2 separate regions of the Sus scrofa genome follow, and region 2 is linked to region 1. The links are chromatin contacts, called in public Hi-C maps. All regions are on one chromosome and are shown on one strand. The core of a region is the stretch at or near the end of the contact, and the rest is flanking DNA. Distances in the headings are between cores, read along the strand shown.

The links. A called contact is a pair of places that touch in the nucleus more often than the background predicts.
Region 2: a Hi-C map of liver shows a contact between it and region 1, with 5 times the contacts expected there. The contact joins two enhancer-like sites. A contact is called at or near these places in 4 of 47 Hi-C or Micro-C datasets (epiblast stem cells and liver) and 1 of 2 datasets of contacts at active chromatin or transcription factors (skeletal muscle).

What each region holds. Positions count from the first base shown.
Region 1 is chr8:32,574,962-32,582,582 of Sscrofa11.1, forward strand. All of the region lies in intron 2 of LIMCH1 (LIM and calponin homology domains-containing protein 1), which reads left to right. Among named protein-coding and RNA genes, the nearest start is that of LIMCH1, 150 kb to the left of the region's middle. Within about 2 kb of position 4,975, at least 14 of the 83 cell types and tissues checked have an H3K27ac peak or open chromatin away from gene starts, as enhancers often do. A contact at or near this core is called in liver, where this site is marked.
Region 2 is chr8:32,710,619-32,718,239 of Sscrofa11.1, forward strand. LIMCH1 (LIM and calponin homology domains-containing protein 1) reads left to right here. Exons shown (of 35, transcript XM_021101157.1): 10 at 5,553-5,779; 11 at 5,782-5,854. Among named protein-coding and RNA genes, the nearest start is that of PHOX2B, 130 kb to the right of the region's middle. Within about 2 kb of position 4,088, at least 8 of the 83 cell types and tissues checked have an H3K27ac peak or open chromatin away from gene starts, as enhancers often do. A contact at or near this core is called in liver, where this site is marked.

The DNA.
Region 1 (7,621 bases), core at 3,725-6,224:
ACGGTAATAAAACATTTATCACTCTTGCCTACTTCATACGTTCTTTGTGAATTTCAGCAGGATGATATGGATAAGATGCTTTTAAAAATTACATTTGCTCTACAAATGTTGATTATTATGCAGCCACTTTCAACACAGTTCATGTCAGCATTTGTTTTTCCTGCCCTCCACTGCCCTGCTTCTTCAAAGAAATTTTATAGCCCCGATGCTGTTTCTATACTTCCTTCCTGTGGCGTCTCTCCTCTTCTCATACCTTATTTTCCTCACCCCCTCTTTTCCCTTTATTAAATCTAAGTCAGAACTCATCTCTTAGGAAAACCATAATTAGTTTAGCATCTCATGGAGACAAGCTCAGACAGGCTCCAAACACTTGCCTCATGTTTAACACCTGCTTCTCCAGTGATTCTGGGCTGAGCCCTCTCCTGATGTTAGCAGACTAGCCAGAATCTGATCTAATTTATGTGCATCCTGTTCTCTTCAGTCTGTTGAAGTGGAATCTTTGGTACCAAGTCTTGTTTACCTAACATATGCCCCAAAGATTCTTACACGCATCCACCCCTCTGCTATATGATGAATCTGTCATGAAGTCCTAGCACCTGCCTGCCTGCCTTTGGGTTAGGTGGGCTCGTCTGAAGACAAGGCTCTGGATCCAGAGACATCTGCCCACATGGACTTGGCTTCTTCCAGAGATGAAGATGTTGAGTTGGAGGATGGCATCTCCCATGTGTGGAGGGGCACTAACCATTGGCCTTTTACAAACACATCAGTGAATGTTGGGGTTGTTTAGAGCTGGAGAGGTGGGGTTTTGGTCCAGGCCATGGCAAGACGGCACAGAGGCACAGATTACAGCCAGGAGCCTCTTTAAGTAAATAAAAGGTTTTGACTGCGGATGGGCTGAGGGTGGAGCTGAGGGATGTGTCCAGCGCACCGGATGTAGACAGATGTTACTGTCTGGGTAGATAGGACAAAACCCAAGACAAATGAATTGTTGTCTGACTCCTCTAACCACAGAGGATTAGACCCACTGGTGTATTTGAAGGAGTCTGAGGACCAGGGTCACGTCTGGGCTTCTCCGTGGGACTCCATCTGGCAGCCCCAACACAGTTTGTAAAAGTGGGACCAACTGCACTGATGGCCTGAGGCGAGGAAAGCCAGGAGCACAAGCCGCTGCTGGAGCCTTGGAGAGAAGCTGGATCTGCAGCCAGACAAACCAGATGCAAAGGTCTAAGTCCAGGGCCGCAGAGCAATGACCGACAAAAGTGTGACCCAGGAGCAGTTCGCACTGCCTGTCAGGATGGATGGAGAAACTCTCCCTCTCTTTTCGGGTCGGGGCGGGGCACACCTAGGATTGGGGCTGCCACGCACTGAGATTAGCAAGTGTATTTTCTGAGACTCATATCCAGAGAACATTCTGGCAAGGAAGGGGTCTCGCACTGTTCTAGGCATGGGTTTGGTTGAGGGCAGGGCCCAAAAGGCAGGAAAGTCAGTTTAGAGACTCAGGCAAGTGAGGCTTCTCAGATAGCAGATCCATGCTGGTTTCAAATGCCTGTCTTTGGAGAGCAGATGCGGATGCCCAAGACCGCATCACCGTCAAGGCCCAGAGAGAGTTTTGTGGATGCTGGTGATTAGAAGTTCTAACTCACGACTGCCACCCATCTAGCAATACTTAAAAACATCAGAACTCTCTATAATTTCAAATTTTGAAAACTGGCAGTTGAGCTCTTCTGGTTGGACTGGCTTTAAATGTTGGTTGCAGCAGCAAAGAGAAACCATGCATGCTCTTTGTTCAATAAAGGTTTCCTGAGTTATTTATGGGCGTGGGAAAAAAAAAATACAGGAAAACCTCATAGTTCTTCTCAAATAGAAGGGCACCTTCTAGGCCTGGTTTTCCTCTTATCAGCCTGGTTCTGAGCTTACCTGTGGCCTAGGAGGCCTATTATATACCCATTTTACAGAGCAAACAACTGAGGCACAGAGGATTCAATAACTTGGCTAAGGTTATACCAGATAAGAAAGATTTCAGTTCAGAAGTCCGATTGCTTTTGCTCTTAGTCATTGTCCTATGTCTGGAGTTGGGATTTTAATGAGAGAGAAAAGCAAGAGTTTGGGGGTCGGTAGAGGGATGGAGTGGGTGCTAGAAAACCCAGAGTGTTGAGAAGGGCAGTACAGAAGATAACCACGGGGTCTCCCCTGGACAGAGCAAGAAGAAGGGCTGAGCCAGGTTGGTGGTCTTGGAAAAATGTAAGCATCAAGGGTCTGGTGGTCCCTCTTAAGATAAGATGGCAAGTCCAGTGCAAGTGAGCTCATGAGCTGAGGGGGTAGGAGGCTATGGTCAGTGGAAAACATAAGGGTCTAGTTTTCGTAGGTAAGAGCCGTCAAAACTTGATGGAGACAAACGAGGTTGGTGGACTTGTAGTAAAGACAGCAGAGATGGGAGAGAGAAAAGACTGGCACCGACAGACAGCATATAAGGTGGAAATTAAGGGAGTTCCTGTTGTGGCTCAGTGGATCAAGAACCTGACTAGTATCCATGAGGATGTGGGTTCGCTGAGTGGATTAAGGATCCAGCGTTGTCGCAAGATGCGGTGTAAGGTGTAGATGGGCTCTGATCTGGCATTGCTCTGGCTGTGGTGTAGGCTGGTGACTGTAGCTCTGATTGGACCAAACCCTGGCCTGGGTATTTCCATATGCCTTGGGGTGGCCCAAAAAGATCAAAAAAAAAAAAAATTGACTAGAATCACCTGGGGAACTCTTTCACTTTGCCTATGAAATGCTCTTTCATTTTGCTGGTGCCCTTGCTTTTGCACCCCTGTATACAGCAATACTTATGCAAACATGCATAACTTACAATAACAGCAAGAAGAAAATAGAGTGCATGTGCCAAATAGAATTACAGGAGATGTGTTTTTGCTATATAGCCAACTCTCTCTTCCTCTTGTTTTTGCCGAATCTGTGTAGCTGACGTTTAGGAGGTTAAAATGCACGCATGACCTAAGCTCTCTGCTGAGCATTAAATAAAGGTCTGGGGTCAAAGTGTAACAAAGCTGCAACAAGTGTGACACGTGTCATGCTGTTAGAAACGTTAAGTGACTAGTGTGTTGTGTACTTGGCGACTTAAGAGTTTAAAAGGAAGGCTGCAAAGACCCTTCCCCAGGGAAGTTGCTCCCAGCGTGGAGCCCCTGATGCCTGCCATCTATGTCCCCGCACCCAGATCAGATAGACTTGTGAAATAATTCCTGAAAGGAAGGATTCTGACCTGTTTTCCTGGCTAAGACTTTATTACATAGATAGAGCTCTATGGAATTCCATCTCTATCAGGAGTTGACACATCCTGGCCCTTGGCTTATTTTTGTGCAGGTCCTCCTTCTTGTGAAGAATGGTTTTAATTTATTTTTATTTTTATTTATTTTCTTCCCTTTTTAGGGCGGCATATGGAAGTTCCCAGTCTAGGGATCAAAGTGGAGCTACCGTAACCTGCCTACACCACAGCTACAGGAATGCCAGATCCGAGCCACATCTGTGACCTACATTGCAACACCAGATCCTTAACCCACTGAGCAAGGCTAGGAATCGAACCCACATACTCATGGATACGAGTTGTGTTCATAATCCGCTGAGCCACAATGAGAACTCCCAAAGAATGGTTTTTACATTTTTAAAGAGTTGTCACAAAAACCAAAACAAATTAAGACAAGAGTTTGTATGGGGCTCGCAGAGCCTAAAATCTTTACTACCTGGTCCTTTTTAGAAAAAATTTGCCAGCTCATTAGGACTACGGGTTTAATTTTTGTTGTAAATTGTTTGCCTGCATGAAGTCAAGTAGTTGCGTTTGGGCAGTGCAAAGTGCTCTTTGGGTAAATCAAATACCCTTTCAAAAAAGGTTTTCTCAGGAGTTTTTTTTTAACAAGCCCCACCCCCTCCTTTTTTATTTTGAAAAAAATTTATGTGTATAGAAAAGCGATAAGAATAATGTAATGATTTTTATCCATATACCCTATAGCTCTATGCAAATAGTCCAGGAAAGAGAGGTACATATAGAAAGAGAGAAAGCTAGTATAGCAAACTGGTAATGATATTTGTATCTGGTTGTAGGATATATGCTCTACCTTCTTCTCGGTGGTTTGGTTTCTCATCTTCACCCCCACCCTTTTCTTTCTTTCTAGTTTTTGTCCAAATGTATATGTTTAACAAAAGCCAGTTTAAGTCCTTCTATGGAGAGCATAGTGGAAAGTGAATGGATTTGGGAACTCCTAGCTTGCGTCCTGTGACGTTTATGGGTAGAGCAAAAACAGATCACGGGATTTCCTATGCTTCGACCTAGTGGACAGTCCAGATCCTAGGTTCACTTCCGGTGTGTCCTCAAGCAAATTACTCCACCTCCTTGAGCCCCAGTTGCCTCCAGTGTGAATGTCGAATGTCGTCGTGCCTAATTCATTGGGTCGTACAGAGGAGTAAATTAACTGATAATGTGTTTAAAACTCTTGAGTGTTTGGAACACAAGAGGCACTTATGTGTTCACTTTCTCCTTCTGTCCATGAAATGGGGACGATTCCTCCGTGTAAGTTCCCTGAGGCAGGCCAGGGAGAGAAGATGTAAAGTATTCAGCAGTGTCTGGCACTAGGTTGGGACTCCGGATCTCTCGCTCTTTTTATTCTTATTGTTGGAAATAATCCCAACGTCAATTATAAGAATGACACAGTCCATGCAACTCTGGACAGTCCATGCAACTCTGGGTCGCTGTACACCCATCAGCTCTCTCACCAGGTTGCCAGCAAGCCACAGGATGAACCAGTTGGGAGTTTACTTTCCAGCTTCTCTGGCTCGGCCTGTGATCAAAAGCTGGGCAAGAACATTTGGGTCCCTTACAAACTTGATCATCTGTGAATAATGAACTTTGGCTGGCAGAGCTCAAGGCCTAGAGCGATTGTTTTGAAAACAGTGGCCTTGACCTCTGGGGTGACGTCATTTCCTCCTGCTCCCTCCAGTCTGTTGTGATTTCTTTCACTGGGAAGCTGTTCCAAAACCCTCCAGGCAGAGTTAGTGGGTCTCTCTGCGGCAGCTAAATACCTGGACCCCCTCTGTGCTAGTGCTTATCACCTTGTCCCACAACTGCCTCCTGTACCAGATCGAAAGCTTCCTAAAGACCTCTTCTATTTATCTTTGGATTTGCCCCATTGGACACGGGTCTGGTGCATAATACAGCTGTTACAAAGAGTTGTTGGATAAACTGAGACCATTAGTAAGAGTTCTGCCCAGGCAATCTAATCACCAGTGACCTTAACTTTCTCCCAGTCTTTGCTGTCATCATCAATATTACCCTCTAGCTTTCTACCTTCTCCCCTTCTCTCCTTTCCTTCCTTTGACTCCCATCTCACTCCCCCCCACCCCACCCCCACACACATACAATTTTACATGAAGAATGATCCCATTCCTGAAGACTGGGAGTTCAGAGGATGGAAGTATTTCTTTCTTCACATGTAAGATCCTCCGTTCTAGCTCTATCTTCTTAGGGGTCGCAGAGGCAAACGTCTGGGTTTTCTTCTGCAAACACATTTTAGTGGAATGCAAAGTCCAAGTATGTTGGTCTGCAAATGAGTGACCAATAAAGAATGTCTTAGTGGATTTTTGTCCCGGTTCTTATGTTGCTGAAATAATTTTCTGAAGATAAGAAATCTGTTGGCAAACACTTGCTTATATCATCGCTGATGAATGAGCTGCTTATTCTAAGGAGGAGGGCTTGTCTTAGATTCTTGTCCTGATTTCGACATAAGATGTGGTGTGCCATGGACATGCGCCCTTCTTCCCGGACGGGTTGGGAGTTGATGGCATAGCTTTCCTTGGAGACTTTTTGTCCTTTGGAGGACTTATTGGATATCAACTATGTCCTGCACGGCCCTACATCAGGCACTGAAGGGCATAAAAAGGGAATGGAAGGCTTGATCCTTGATCTTCGAGAGATTTATAATGTGCTTGAGGACTAAACATACAGACAAAGCAGTTGTTACAGTGAAAACCAGTGTATGAGTCAATGAAGAAGTGACCTAAGTTGAATTCCTAAGCTTTGATAAGAAGTTAAATAAGGGGAGATTGTTGTAGTTTTTTTTCCAGGGTTTATGTAGTTTTATTTTTATTATTTTTGTTAAAGATTTTTATATTTTCTATTATAGCTGATTTACAATATTCTGTCAATTTTTGCTATACAGCAAAGTGACCCAGTCATACATATATAGATACCCACACACACACACACACACACACACATTCTTTTTCTCACATTATCCTCCAAAGATTGTTGCAGTTTTGGAAACAGTTATTGGAGAGCTGTTACACCAAGTGAATTTTAGTTAAGATGAGAGTAGGCTGAGGGAAAGAGAAGGGACAAAAGCAGAGTGAAGTTTGGGGACAGGAATGAGGATGCTTTGTTTGGCAAACATAGAGGAGATCTGCCGGGTGGGGGGGAGAGAGACATCTTTTTCTTCATCCAACTAGCCTTTTTAAGAAGCTGCTTCCAGGTGTGGCAAGTTCCTATAAAGATGAGTAAACTATGGGAGTTCCCGTCGTGGCTCAGTGGTTAACGAATCCGACTAGGAACCATGAGGTTGCGGGTCCAGTCCCTGGCCTTGCTCAGTGGGTTAAGGATCTGGCACTCCCGTGAGCTGTGGTGTAGGTTGCAGACGCGGCTCGGATCCTGCGTTGCTGTTGCTGTGGCTGTGGTGTAGGCCGGCGGCTACAGCTCCGATTGGATCCCTAGCCTGGGAACCTCCATTTGCCGCGGGTGCAGCCCAAGAAATGACAAAAAGACAAAAAAAAAAAAAAAAAAAAAAAAAAAAAAAGTAAACTCTGCCGTAGTGTCATGTAATAGGGGTGCCCTAATTGGATCCGGGATCTAAATCCTGAGCCTATGTGAGATACTAACTTCGTGTTCCCTTGAGGAAGTGGCCTTTAGGTGGAGACCTGAACAAAGAGCAGAAATTAGCCAGGAAAGAAGAAAGAGAGATACACATAGGGAGGAAAACATGTTCTAGCTGAGAAAATAACGCATTTGAACTCCTTGAGGTGTTAGAGGAGTTGCAAGAAGGCTTACTTGGTGAAAATGTCGCAAACAGGGAGGATGATGATACGAGATGAGGGTAGATGGAGAAGAAAAGTCGGCAGGTCCAATTGCCCAGGGCCTTATACATCATAGGAGGAAATTTGGGGTGTTTTCTCCAGAGCAATGGAAATGAGGAGGATATAAAAGGGATCCACAGAACTTGCTAGGGTATAGGGATAGATGAATGAAAGGAAAGACTCAAAAAATCCCTTGAACATTTCAGTTGCTAATGCCAGGCAGGGTGGACCCTTGGTGTGAGCTGGAAGGGATCCTCTGTTTGATGGGAGAGGTTATGCTTTCAGTTTGGATAGACTGAGTTTGCGATACCCAGGCAGAGAATCTCAGAGGCTGTTGGGGACAAGGGCAGAACTTAGGGGTGAGACAGTGGATTTAACTTATTCAAATTGGGAGTGCCAGCCATTGTTGGATATCAGGGTGAAGCTATGATATATGGCAGCCTCTCTGAGGGAAAGATCACATCAAGAAAGAGCAGCACAGCACTGTAAACCAACTGAACTTTAATAGAAA
Region 2 (7,621 bases), core at 2,838-5,337, 130 kb after region 1:
CCCATAGAATCATGGTTAGTCTACAGATGTAAGTCTAGTTGATGAATAGCATGTTTCTATGCTAATTCTTCTCCTGTCCATATTCCTGTTATCTGGCTTCATTTTTGCCATGTTTTGTCTAAGTTAGCTATACTAAGTGGAAATGTGCAGGTCAGCGAATGTCTGCACCTTGGAGCTACGGACTTAGCATTTAAAGTGGAGTTTAGAGAGTTCCCGCTGTTGCACAGTGGGATCAGTGGCATCTTGGGAGTACTGGGACACAAGTTCCAATCCCCTGCCAGGCACAGTGCATTTAGGATCTGGTGTTGCCACAGTTGCTGCTTGAGTCGAGACTGTGGCTCAGATCTGATCCCTGGCCTGGGAACTCCATATGCTGAGGGGAGACCAAAAAAAAAAAAAAAAAAAAAAAAAAAAAAAAAATGGATAGAATGTATGTTCCCAGCGAATGTTCCCAATATCGACAAAACACAGCTGCTCCAAACACCCAGAATTCATTTGTTAGACAGATTTTTCAGCTGCTAGGTCTCTCATAAAAGCTTATACAGACCATGCTACTAGCCTGTCTGTGTCCTTGTTGCTGACTTTGTGCAGCCCACAACAGAGCCGAGAATCATTCTAAGTTTATCCACATTCAGGGTCCTGCTTTTAATGTGGCAGAAATTCACATAACTGGAATGAAATGCATATCATGAAGAAGAAAAGGATTCTTGGTGCCTGGAAAATTAAAATGTAAAACACTTAAATATGCCAATGTCTCTCTCTCTCTCTTTTTTTTTTTTTTTTTTTTTTTTTTTGCTTTTTAGGGCCGTGCCTGCCACATATGGAAGTTCCCAGGCTAGGGGTCTAATCAGAGCTACAGCTGCCAGCCTACGCCAGAGCCACAGCAACGCAGGATCCGAGCTGCATCTGCGACCTCCACCACAGCTCACGGCAACGCTGGATCCTTAACCCACTGAACAAGGCCAGGGGTCGAACCTGCAACCTCATGGTTCCTAGTCGGATTCGTTTCCACTGTGCCACGACAGGAACTCCTGCCAATGTCTCTTAAAGCATTTGAACCTCAGTCTCCTCTCTTTGCCATCCAGATGAATTCTGGCCACCACATCCCGAAACCCAACAAGGGGCCCCAGGATACTTCCTGTGGTCCATTTCTTAGCCTGGAAAGTGTGTGTTTGCAGAGATGGTGAGAGTACAAGGCATAGGTGAGAAAGGGGGCATGTGAATGACGAGGAAGGCTTTACTCCTGTAGGCTGGTTTTTTGTTGCTGTTTCCCAAGTATCCTCAAAGGCCTCCTTGAATTATTTTTAATACAATATGTAAGAAGGAGCAAAAGTGCGCGTTATTCCATTGTCACATGAGAAATCCCAAACTTTCTATCAAAGAAGATATTAGGAGGTACCTTAGCACCAAGGGACAGAAATAGCTCTTCTTCATAAATACGTGGAGTTAATATTTATTAGAGTTGCCACTGAAGTCAGAAGTGCAGGAACGACTTTTCCTTCTATTTTCGTTTATGATGAAGCTAGCTTAATTACCGCTCCCCCCCTCAAATATGGGACTCGGCCAAAGAAGCCAACATTTCTGTGTTTAAGAGGATAAAATAAGAACCAAGATTCCCTTCCCCTGAATTAAAATGCCACGGAGATTTGAGTTCTCTGACTTGGTGTTTCCCATTGGAGAAGTAAACTTTTTCTTGGGCTGAATTATAGGTTTCACGTGATTGGACTTCTTTTCTAATTGTTTTCATATGTTTCAGCACTCAGTCTTTTCTGCTAGTCTGTGGATCTTCTCAAGCACATAGTAATTAATTACAGAGGGAGAAAGAAACCCTCCAAGGAACAATAGACATTTTAGACATCTTTAGAGGAAGAGCAGATCCAGCCAAGTGCCAGACACGTATTCTTCACCCTCTGTCCTTACCAGATGTCTGTGTCGCTAACATTGCTGAACAGAGTCTTGGGGATCCGGGTCCAGGCAGACGTGTCACTTGCATGAACCTTTGGGACTCTGGATGTAGCTGCCTTGTTTGGACCCTGAGTGAACAGGGAGCTTTCTGGTGTTGCCTGTGACATTCCCAGGGGGCCTAACAGGCTTTTCTGGAGAGCCCGGTTTCTTTCAATAGAACAAACTGCCTGCCAGTCTGAGATGGCTGCCTGTGTGTTGCCAAGTAAAAAGGGGGTGAAAGAAAATGCCAACTCCTCCTTAGTTTTAAATCATTATCTCATTTGCTTTGAAATAGATAAGCCTTGGAAACTTTGAGACAAGAGTTTTTCTTTCCGCTCACCTGCTCAGAGCCCACAGTCCCTCCTACCAAGATAGCCTTACTTGTCTTAGGACAGGGTTGCCAGGGTGGAAGCAGGGCTGGGCATTTCTCATTTCACAGTGGACTATATTCTTTCTAAGTAAAGCAGCGAGCTGTGCCCACTGGGCAACTTCCTCTTCCTAAGACAACTCATCTTTGAATGACTCAGACAAAATAAAAGTGCCAAACCTCCCCAGGAATATCAAACCAGCCAGCCAGGGTCTGCCACTTAAATTTACTTGCTTCACGTAAGTTCAGATGACCGGAACTAGAAACCTCAACATTCCCTTCTGCAAAGGGAATGACTAATCTTACAGGATCGTCATAAAAGTTTTAGTGTATCTGGAATATATTAGCTGTTCAGAGAGTTGTAATTATTGAAAAATAAAGTGGACTATCCTGAAGCTTCGCAGTAGGCTGCCCTTCAGGTTGTTGAAAGGAAAAAGAAAAGTACATTATAAAAGTCATTTAAATATTTTGCTTACTAGACACCTGTGTACACACTCCTACATATCTGCCTTATTCACATTATTCATTACTTCATCACCAATAGTGCCAGCCCAGAATTTGTATCATTATATTTTTTCTCTGAGTCTGCCTTGAAGCTCTGAATTTACAGGATTCCGGCAATTAGCAGAAAATCAGTCCTCATGATCGTTTTTCAAGTGGGCAGGGAGTGGCTTCAAGTGGCCAATGATATGGAAAGATTTCTTCACCACCACCCCCTTTTTAAGTCCACATATCTAAATTGAGATCACTTGAAACCAGTCCTGCCAGGCTGGGCATTTAGCCTAAAAAGAAACACCCCAGGGAGTTTGTAGCCTGGCTGGACTGCCATGATGTAGAAGGCGCTAGATTCTCCCTGCTCAAATTGGCATCACAAATTGGCATGGTCATTTGCATAAATGCATATGTTTTAGTCCATAGAATTCTGCTTGAATTAGGGGAAATTGAAACCCAGGACCCCTGGTCAAAAAATGGAAGGAGTGTTGCTTTAGGACTTAAAGAGTTTCAAGCTCAGGGTTTGCTCCTTTACTGGAATTGGAGCTGGATCAGCTGAGATGAGATAATGAGTTTGAAAGGGCTTTGTAAACTGTAAAGTGCTGTGCAAGCATTGTTAGGTATGATTAGTTAGCATTCCACTGTCATTAATCCTGCCTGAACATCGCTGTCTGTAACCAGGAATGCAAATCACAACCCCATTCTAAGCACAACTCACAGGATCCCTTTATTTAGTAACCAAAATGCTTCTCTTTCTCCTACTTCCATAGTAATGATAATGCCTTATTTTTTGGTATGACGCTCTGCTTTCAAAACTGTTCCCGACCGTGCTCTTTGTTTAATGAATACTGAGTGGTTAGGAACAGGACCTCTGGAGCCAGACTGCCTGGGTTTGAATTTTAACTGCAGCAGTGGCGCTTTGACCTTGGGCAGATTTCTTAACCAAATCAAAGTTTCCACCCTATAAAATGGAATGCTAGGACTGTACTTTCAGGGACCATGTCTATAGTTTGTAAAATGGAGATGCTAATGACAATGACATTGCAAGGCTAGTATTGGCGCCAAACGGATTAAAGCTAGAAGGACTTGCAGCACGTGGCACGCGCTCTGTAACGGTTAGCCACCTTCTTTGTCATCATCAGTGTGCTTGAAATAATGCATTTGCAAAGAGATTCATTTAGTGGCCTATCATTTCCCACTGACCATTCTTTATGGTCACAAACCATCAACAACCAACCAATACCAGTTCGTTCTTGCCAGAAACATTGGCTAAGGAGCCAGGGAGAAGGGTGAGCATGAGTGGAGTGAGTCCAGGAGTGGCCAGGCAAGAGACCAAGAGCCAGGAGTGCAACTCAAAGGGCAGGATTTCATATTTTAAGAAATAAATTTATTCAAGGAGTAAAGGACCATCCTCCACCTCTAAATTCCAGGATTTAAACTTTTATGCAGTTTTCTCTCCATGGTCAGCAAGGAGAAGGAGTTTTCTGGGCATGACTAATGATGGTTTGATTTTCCAAAAGCCAGATGGAGTGAGGGCTTGCTGTCATCCTAAGCTGACAGCAGCACCAGGCCATCTGGTCAACTAAAGTAGACAGCATTTCCTTGATCGTATTACTCTTAGACAGCCTAATTCCTCCTGCCTTCATTTTTGAGATGACTATCCCTGGACCATGAAGAATTTACTCTTAATCCTCTCTCAGAAATTGGATACAAAGTAGGTGAACTTTCTTCAGAAGTCAAGATGTTTTGTTTACTTCTCATCTCGATGAACCGAGAAGATGATTTTTCTAAAGTTTTATTTTCTTTACTATGACTTAGACCAAGGCTGATCTTAGGAGTAGGGGGAAGGAGTTTGTTTGAACACCAGATAGGTGCCATCAGCTGTGTTCCCACCTACTCTACCCCCAACAGAAGTAAGAAACAAAGCATAAAAAGCTGATATTCCACCATTAAATTGCACTTCTCTAAGAATTTCACATCTGGGGCCTCTGAGATTTCTTTGAAAATGAAAATAATCCTAAGTAAACATTTTGGCAAAATTCCTTAACACAACGTATTTAACATCTAGCGTATGGCAAGGAAGAGCTGGGGGCTGGAGAGGCATGTGGTAAAAGATGGAATAAAAAGTTGCTGATGGGAGGGTGCAGGGCAAATGAGCTTTTGTGCCTAGGTTCCAGCCTACAAATGGTCATAAACCGTTCTAGATGTTTCAGATTAGCCCAGCTCTGCAGAAAGACCGTCCTTACTTACATTTTGCCATCTGGTACACATTCTAGGTGTGCTGTCGCATAACTGCATTCCCCCAGATCTGTTTCCTGATGGCGCAAGTTTCTGCCCTGTCAGTCAAAATCAGTTGAGTACCCATTGGGTGCATTACTAATATGCTAAAGAAAAAAATAACAACAAAATGCTTCCTACTTTTCCCAATTTCATGAAAAGAATTTGGATTGTTCCTTTCAGAGCCATTTAGGATCCTGTCTTTCTGATGCTGATGGGGCCCTGTGAATTAAATGAATTTTTTAGTATTGCTAGTCGCTGGCTGAAGTCAAGGTTTTGAAACCCGCCCTAACGATGCTGCCACTCTGGATGTCAATGGCCTAACAGTAAATGGATGTCATCCGGCCTAACAAAACTGAGAAGATCTTTCACTGTCTTTCACTAACAAGACAGCTGTCTGCCTGGAGATGGGGATTTAGAAACTGTTTTGGTCTGATCACATGTGGAGTTCCATTTCATTTTGCTCTATCAGTCAAAAGCAATTAAGTGACGAGAGAGAAGCTGTTCGAGACATTATCCTTCGCAGAGAAAACCCTTTCCTGGTCCACCAAAGTGGCAAAGATCCAGAATCAGAAGACGAAGTTGCATGTCGACTGCCGGATCTGGAGAAAGATGACTTTGCTGCCAGAAGAGCCAGGATGAACCAGACCAAGCCAATGGTGCCACTGAATCAGCTTCTCTATGGTCCTTACCGGAAAAAAGAGCAGAGAAATCAGACGGCAGCAAACAGCTCTCGAAGGGAATCTCAGAAAAGAAAAATCTAGAACATAAAAGGTGTGCACTCTGTGTGTGTGTGAGAGAGAGAGGAGAATTAGGCAAGTGTGATTTGTATCATAACCCCCGTTCCTTTCTTTCCAGCCCTAATTGCATATAATGACTAGTCTTGGTTTATTTTGAGGTGGAACTCCAACTCCAGGTATCCAATCTCCCGGAAGGAAGTGCAGACGGCAGGGGAGTGGCCGTGTCCAAAGTAGAGCTGAATTCACCCCATAAATGCAGAGCTTCGGTGTGCAGATGTGCTGTATTTGGGCACATCACACATACAGGTGCTGGTGTCATAGACTGGCATTACTGGGGTAAATAAACACAGGCCATTGCTGATCAGAGAACAGCCACCTTCAAGGCTGCTTCAGTCCATTCATTGCAGACAGAAATCATAGTTATTCCTTAGGGATGAGCTCTTCTCTCTTTTTAGCACCTTTCAGATGTTAGGAGGGAAAAAAAAAGGAGGCTTTCCATTTCTTCTCTCACTCCACCACAACCACCCAGCCATCTGACAAGAGATTTCTCATCCAAAAAACTTCTCAAATATGGGGTTCCCGTCGAGGCTCAGTGGTTAACAAATCTGACTACGAACCATGAGGTTTCAGGTTCGATCCCTGGCCTTGATCAGTGGGTTAAGGATCCTGCGTTGCCGTGAGCTGTGGTGTAGGTCGCAGATGCGGCTCGGATCCCGTGTTGCTGTGGCTCTGGTGGAGGCTGTCGGCTACAGCTCTGATTAGATCCCTAGCCTGGGAACCTTGATATGCCCCAGGAGCGCCCTAGAAAAGGCAAAAAGACAAAGAAAACAACAAAAAAAAACACCAACTTCTCAAATATATAACACAATTCTATTTGTTCTATCAAAGAAATTATTTTTAAGTGAGTTTCCCTTCTCCCAACTTTTCTCCCATCCTCTTACGTAAGGAAAGGGAAATTAAATGAAATGGGATTTGGCCAGTGATTTTCACCCTAAGAGGGATATGACTGCATTCAATCAGTCAGCCTGCTAACTTTCAGTGTGCAGAGTTCATCATTCTTGTATTTTTCCTTATATTAAAATCAGTTAGGAGATCCCTGGTGGCCTAGGGGTTAAGGACCCGGCTTTGTCACTGCTGTGGCTTGGGTTCCATCCCAGGCCCAGGAACTTCTGCATGCAGTGAGTGCAGCCAAAAAAAAATTAACTTTGAGTTCGTATCTGTATTATTTAATTGCCATGTTTTTGGCTATCACTTAAGAGGTTTGTAAGTATATGGAACTAAGAATATAAATATCTCAACTGCGTTCTATACAATTAAAATGGCCCTTTGGGCAGAGCCACTGAGATCAGTGGAGTAGTTGGTGTTTTTTACAGTTTTTAATTTTTTTTTTTTTTTTTTTTTTTAGTGTAGGAAGTACCAGGTACAAAAGACATGGAAGGTCTCTGGACATTAAACACAAAAGACCTGGCGCATTTTTAAATAGGACACATTATAGCTTCAGGAGGTTTTTGGTCTTTGCAGTTCTGGTTGGCATGCTTGTCTGTAACAGACCATCCTCAGAAGGCCTTGTGGGAGGGATCAGTTGTTGCAAGTGAAACAAAGGCTTCTGGATAACTGACCAGCATCAAGTCATATTGATGGGAATCAGCAACTTGAGTGAGGAAAAGGAGTAGCTTTTGCACCTCCGTTTTTTCCTGTCCCCTCCATGCAATTTTAATTCCTGATATTTCCAGCCCCATTTATCTGTTGTCACCTGACGCTGTGTTTGGGGACACAGCTGTGGGTCTGGAACAGCCCGTGA